2 separate regions of the Rattus norvegicus genome follow, and region 1 is linked to region 2. Evidence: chromatin contacts called from public Hi-C data. All regions are on one chromosome and are shown on one strand. The core of a region is the stretch at or near the end of the contact, and the rest is flanking DNA. Distances in the headings are between cores, read along the strand shown. Region 1 overlaps LOC102546726 (a long non-coding RNA gene). Region 2 has its middle 300 kb from the start of Pik3r1.

Evidence for each region. A called contact is a pair of places that touch in the nucleus more often than the background predicts.
Region 1: a contact with region 2 is called in a Hi-C map of liver, with 5 times the contacts expected there. The contact joins two enhancer-like sites. A contact is called at or near these places in 2 of 12 Hi-C or Micro-C datasets (both in liver).

Annotation. Positions count from the first base shown.
Region 1 is chr2:35,505,291-35,508,819 of GRCr8, forward strand. The region is part of intron 1 of LOC102546726 (a long non-coding RNA gene); the gene reads right to left. Among named protein-coding and RNA genes, the nearest start is that of Cd180, 83 kb to the right of the region's middle. Within about 2 kb of position 1,586, at least 17 of the 93 cell types and tissues checked have an H3K27ac peak or open chromatin away from gene starts, as enhancers often do. A contact at or near this core is called in liver, where this site is marked.
Region 2 is chr2:34,999,159-35,002,642 of GRCr8, forward strand. No RefSeq gene overlaps it. Among named protein-coding and RNA genes, the nearest start is that of Pik3r1, 300 kb to the left of the region's middle. Within about 2 kb of position 1,488, at least 2 of the 93 cell types and tissues checked have an H3K27ac peak or open chromatin away from gene starts, as enhancers often do. A contact at or near this core is called in liver, where this site is marked.

The sequences.
Region 1 (3,529 bases), core at 336-2,835, 510 kb after region 2:
CAAAGTTGTCCTCTGACCTCCACATGTTTGCACTGGTATATGCACCCTTGCATTCACACCCATGCATGCACACACACACATAGGCACACTCGCACACAACGCATACATACAATAATTTTTTTTTTACGTTTAAAGGCTCTATGAGTGACTGGCTGGGAACAAAAGCCTTCCTGGGCCTCACAACATGGCTGGCTGAGATCCTGCAGGGGTAGAGAGCCAGACACAATCTGAACTGGCAGACACTAAAGAGCCTCAAGACTCCTATTTCCTCTTTCCTGGTTGTTTTGCTCAAGAGAAGCCAGCTGAGATCAGACAATGAGGGTGAGACAGAGAAGTTCACATACCTGTCATGCTTCTCACATTACAATAAAAACAGTGCAGAAATGGGCAGATGGTCGGCACAACTACCCCCCCCCAGAGGACATCCCAGTAACCCTCAAGTCACACATAGTCAGCCTCCTATGTGAGAAGTGGAGGTATTTATCAGTCTAATCCGGGAGCTCTTGATATCTGGGCAGCCACTGACCACTCCTGGAAAAGTGCTAAGAGGAGCAGACCCCTTGTAAGGTGGAAAAGGTCTTTACCTCAAAGATATAGCAAAGTACTATCTACTTCAGTGGCTTGGGGATCATGAGTAAAGAGCACTTAACCCTTTACTACTACCACTACCACTATCACTGCTGCTGCTGCTGCTGCTGCTACTACTACTACTACTGCTACTACTATTGCTGCTGCTGCTACTACTGCTGCTGCTGCTGCTACTACTGCTGCTGCTGCTGCTGCTACTACTATTACTATTACGACTACTACTATTACTACTACTACTACTACTCTACCTCACTTGCACCTCATTGTAAAATGAGAAAGTAGAAAGTCAGATAGGTACAATAATTCCTAGCTCCATTTGGTCATATTTCCTCTAGCTTCGCCCAATGGTTACCTAGCAACCAGATATACCAGCCTGGTATAAAAGGACTCTCTCTACCTATTCGGTCCTCCCTCCCTTCCCTCCCCTCCCTTCCCTTCCTCTTTCTCCTCTCCTCTCCCTACCTCTTTCCCTATCTTCTCTCTCTCCCAACATGTTCCAGGCCTCTCTCCCCTCTCTCTTTCTGTTCTCTGTGCCCTTTCTGTCTCTGCCTCTACTCCCTTCTCAGACTCCCTTCCCATGTCCAAAATAAACAGATGAATCTATAGTAGACCTGTTGTATGGCTGATACCTGTGGAGGGCGGGGAGGAATACCTCAGCATGGGCCCACTAAGACACCCCCTCTCGCCAGTTTCCACCAGATCACACCATGTTTTATAAAACATATTACCACTGCCCCCACCCCATTCCTCTTTCTGTGGACTTGCAGATCATTCGAGGAAATTTTCACTCTTCTTGCTGATATCTCGCGTCCAACATACAGGGAATTGAACACCGTCTGTTGCCACTCAAGCCTAAACTAAAGGAGCCAGAGATCAAAATGTTGAGAAACCTGGAGAAGTACACAAAGCCTCATTTGTGTTTGCACACAGGCTCTGATGACAGCCGCCTGGATCTCAGAGTGATCCGCCCACTGATCCCAGTCAGTCTGCTCTAGATATGACCATGACCCTGTGGAGATGTCAACCATCAACCAGCCACATGGACACACACACTCCTCTATCACTGACTGGGCCTCTTTTTGAAGTGGTCTCATCTTATTCTCATTAGTGTTCCGCCGAGAACTCTGTCCTCTTTCCCCCTCTCTGTTCAGAACACAGATTTGCTGTTCTTTCCAAATCAGTGGCAAACCTTCCAAGTTGTCCTGGGGCCAAGACCCATCACTGGTCACACACCACCCTGCCACTAACTAATGTGTCCTCTTGAAATCCAGGCCCAAAGGGTCAGCAGTTATGTTGCAAAAGGCCCCTAGAAGCATTTGTGTGCGCTCCTGCAGATTTCAGAGCACAGACCATGTGTTTATCAGTTGGCTAGGAGTGTTAATCGAATATTGCAATGTGCTTTTAAATTTTTGGATCCCTTCTCTTTTTTCACATGCAATAGCGAGTCCTTAGAGAGGCAAAGATTCTAGGAAAAAGTAGAACACCCGTTACATAAGTCTTTAAAAAAAAAAAAAAACCCTAGTACATAGGATGCTAATCGTTCCAAGACTAATCATTATCTAGCATGCTTTGGTCATTGCTCAGCGCCAATGGCAACACAGAACAAGAGGCGGATCGTTGGAGTGCTAGCTGGGTGTGTGCCAACAAGGGAAGGCCATGTCAGACAAGTTGGAGCACATACAGTAACCATCCTAAGCTACGACCATGACTTTCAGGTCCTTTCCACTGAATACTCTCACGCATGGTTCCTCAGAACCAGAAGGGTTGTACACAACGTCTTCTGGGGATCCCATCTAGGGGACCCTAGAGGAAGCACGTGTTAAGTTCCAGACTCGGATTTGGCTCCCAGGTCCCAACTGAATCTGGAAAGCTAAAAGAAAATTATTCTTCCTCGCCATGTCAGAATACCTCCCTGCGAGGAATTCTCTGATGTCATACAAGTGTTGTTACACTCACATTAATGTTGTAACAGGACCATAGCCAGACAAGGAGCAGAACTGGTATGGTAGGAACTCATCCAGAAATGAAGGGAACAGCCTGTGCGCTTCCTTTGCAAGCTTTTTGTTTCCCAGAAGCATTTACGCTGGCCCAGGTGTGCGGGCATGTGGGATCAGCACACAGTGTACTGATGTGCACACACACGCCCATCGAGTGCATTGGCCAAAGCCAATCAGAAGTCTTCCTCTACTTTTACCCACCTTACTTCCTGAAACAGGACCTCTCTGTGAATAAGAAGCTCGCCAGTTTAGGCCAAGCTAGCTGGCTGGTCAGAGAACTCTCGGGATCTGTCTGTCTCCACCCCAATGCTAGAGAGACAGGCATGTGAAGTCCTGCCCAGCTTTTTGTGTGCTTACTGGAGATTCATACTCAGGTCCTCCTATGTTCGTGGAAAGCCCTCTTCCCTACAAGCCATCTATCTATAGGCTCCTGGCTGAGCCTCCAGTGTTAAAACCCTACTTTCGCTCATCAGTTCTTTGCCCTTGCTTACAACCAGGCCCACCCCTTCCTCCTCCCCCACCTGGCCTGGTGACTATCCTAGGATGGGGGTGATCGCCTGCCTCTGTCCTTTCTCCTTCTAGATAGTTTATATACTTAGTCGGGGACCTTCCCTTTTAATTTTAAGAGGTTTTTGTTCAAAATTGGAATGGGAGAGAATTAAAACTTTTACACTCATATTCCCAGAAACATTAGTCATCCCTGAAGGGCAGGAGCAACTCGGTGTCCACGAAATGAATGAGCGAATAAACGATATGTGGTGCGCAATACACTGGGATCCTGCGCCCCAGTGTTCAGTTCTGACACATGCTGCAAGACATTTGAAACCGTAAGACGGACGCTGTACCCAAAATTAAGTAAGCCGGTCACAAAAGGACAAATTATTAGATGACTTCAGTTTCTGAGATGCCCGGAAGAGTCAAAATCCAACGGACAAAGTAGAAGG
Region 2 (3,484 bases), core at 238-2,737:
TCAACTCACCTATCCTGGCCCAAACTCTCTCCAAGCTGACTGATTCAATCTGATTTCTCTTAGCTTCTTGCTGAATTGTTCTGATTGGTCTCAAAGTAACTCTGTCAATCTGTTCTAATCTTCTACCTCCTTCTCATTCTCTGGCTTGATCTGTCTTTACCTGTGTTTAGCTTATTCTCTCTGCAACCTTCGTACAACTATCCCTGTAAAAGTTGCCTCTGAACTCCATGAACTGCCACAAACTCCACTGCACTGCACTGCCTCTTAACTCACTGCCTTAACCCAGCTGACTGACCGAAACACAGAGATCTGCATGCCTCTATCTCCTGAGTGCTGGGATTAAAGGTAGGTACCACCATGACTGAACATAAGCTTTACTCTACTTGAAATTTGCTCTGTACCAGACTTGCCTTGAACTCAGATATATGTTTGTCTCTGTCTTCTGGGATTAAAGCCATGTCTGTATTCCAGCTGGGTCACACAGACCTAGAAGGTCTTTGGATATGATCTCTTGCCAGAGCAGCCATGATGCTGGATTAAAATTCCTCTACAGCAGTATGACTATTTATTAGTGTCTCTAGTGTACTGTGAAGGACATGTTCAGGCTACATGCAAATATTATTTCATTTTATATAAGGGATCAGAGCAGCCACAGATATTGGTATCTGTAGGTGGTCCTGGAAACAGTCCCCTACGCAGACTGAGGGAGGACTGTATACTTGGATAACAATATTCTAAGCATTGGAAAATTCTTTATTCTATACAGCATCCTTATGAGACATAGGTGCAGAGAGGAATTTTACTAGTCTCAATTTATAGGTGAGGAAAATAAAACTTTGAGATTTCAGTGGGCTGGATCCAAGACTTCTTGCAGGCTGTTTTGTTCCACTGAGATGTTCTCAAAACCCAGTTGCTCCCTCTGCAGCTTTAGGGATAAACCCAGATAGAGCTCCTATGCAGCAGCTAGTCTGTTCTCATGTGTCTCCAGTCTTCCTAGTTGCTGAGAACCATGTTCAGTGAAAAATGAGCGTTAGGGAGGCAAGTAAGCAGAAACAGCTATGTACTATGCACAAAGTCTAAAGTTGTTCCCTAAACTGCGACCTCTAACCTCTAACCTCCCCATTCATATACAAGTATTTGTGTGTAACTGCACATGAACCTGAATGTGCGTGTGTGTGCTTGAGTTCCAAGTTATTGCTCCTCCTGGAATGGCCATCAAGTTAGCTATTCTGTGTAACTTTAACTTTTTTAAAGCCTACGTTTAATGATAGTTTTTAAATGCTTTAACATCCCTTCTAGCCTACCATCTACCAGACGTAGTGGGAGTAAAAGACTATGGGGGAAGCAAACTTATTTAGAAATTGTTCTTTGGAGCAAATCCCATCTACACTGTCAGGAAATCAATGTTCAGTTCATAGGTCAGCAGTGGCAACTTGATCCACTTGCAAACACTTCATGGATATACTAGCAGTCCAGTTCAGCAGTGTCGGGATAACAGCAATAGTGGCATGACCTAGCAGGAACAGTTAGGCCTCAGCTGAATCAGCACAGGTCAATAGGAGGGACCAACAGGGAAGCCAGGAGAAGTTCTTAGCTGTGCCTCTCTCAGTGAAATGAAGATCAGCAAAACTGTGAGACCAACAAGCATTGCACAGCTAGCTCTACCAGCAAGCCAAGCCTAATCAAGCCTGAATCATTCTCTTTGTCACTGTCTGTTAAGTCCTATTTATACTCCCTCCAAACATTACTTGTCCTCCATGGGTCTTGCCTCATTATTTGTCTTGCCTCAGCTTGTAAGTCTGTATCAACTGACATCACTCTGCCAATTGGCCAAAATACACAGAAGTGGCAAGAAGCCATGACACACCATCAAAGGTTTCTTTGGTACATTTTTCTCTATGGCATCCTGACAAATGGAGTTCAGCTATGCAATGTAAGGCAGATCAATACATGCATGTAATTGGCAAAGAATCCTTCATCACATGTCCTTTCATACACTTGCCTTAGTGGAATGTCCTTTCGCTTGTGTCTACTTCAGGAAAACACCTCTTCATGTGTTTGCCCCAGCAAAGTACAACACAGCAGACTTTCCAAAGAACCCTTAAGTTTCCACTTTAACTCTGACATATGACTTATATGGAAGGAGTCTTTCTCTTTTACATATTAAATGCAACTGAATAAAGTAACATTTCGTCCCTATCATAATCCCTTGCTGAGAGTAAAAATGCTTGGATTTTTAGAACAGGCAAGAACTGGAGGTAATTTTATCTGATTTTGAATGGGTAAATTATCCTTTGACTAGAATTGGCCAGAGCAGAGCCCTGATCCTTCTATCAGAAGCCTTCATTCTCACCTGTAGGTATCCTATCATCTTTTGGTTTCCTTCCTTCCTTCCTTCCTTCCTTCCTTCCTTCCTTCCTTCCTTCCTTCCTATCTATCTATCTATCTACCTATCTATCATCTGTCTATCAATCATCTAGCTGTCAACTATCATCTATCATTCATTGATCCATCATCTGTCTCTATCACCTCTTTGTATATTATCTATCTATCTATCTATCTATCTATCTATCTATCTATCTATCTATCTATTTATCTATCTATCATGTATCTATCTATATATCTATCATGTAGTCTGTGTCTATGACAGAGAGAGAGAGAGAGAGAGAGAGAGAGAGAGAGGACAGGGTCTCCTGTTTTCCAGGCTGACTTTGAACTCCTTATATAGCTGAGGATCCTCTTTCTTCTTCTTCAGCAGTTCTGGGATTATAGGGACACATCAGCTACCTGGTTTTTATAGTGATCATGATGGAATCATGGGCTTCATTCATTTTCCTACAAGCTACATTCCTGCTCTGTTTTCACTAATAAGTGACAGGTTTTTTGGTTCTTCAAGACTCTCTTAACTCCTTTTCTAAGTCCTACTTATATTTTTAAAATTGTTCTACATACTTACCTTTTATTTAGTATGCTTATCACTATAAAAGTAAAAAAATATTTTTGATGTCAAAACTAAACAGTACCTTTCTACAGTAGTCTTTTTTTAGTGAATGATTGTCTATTTTCTAAATCATCTCAAAGTGTACATTCTTGAATAGTAATAGGAGATAAGGTAGCTTAACAATTGTTCTTTTATTCTGTGGAGACCACTGGTTCACTCTAGATCAGTCAGCTGAGGAGTTCTGACTCTTAAAGCCCTCTCTTCTGAAAAAATATAACAAATATTAGTATACCCAAAAGTACAAAGAGTATTCTCATTATCACAGAAAACCTAAGTGATCTGTAGTGATTTCTCTGAATCTAAATGCCATTTAATGACAGGGATATGTGGCATTAGCACCTGTAAAGATGCACGATATATATATATATAAATATATATAATATTTTCATGTGATCTGACAATATGATACATTCATGAACAGTCTACTTAAGGTAAGTAGATTCTAAGCAGACAGTTGTGACTTGAGATTTCCACCATACATAT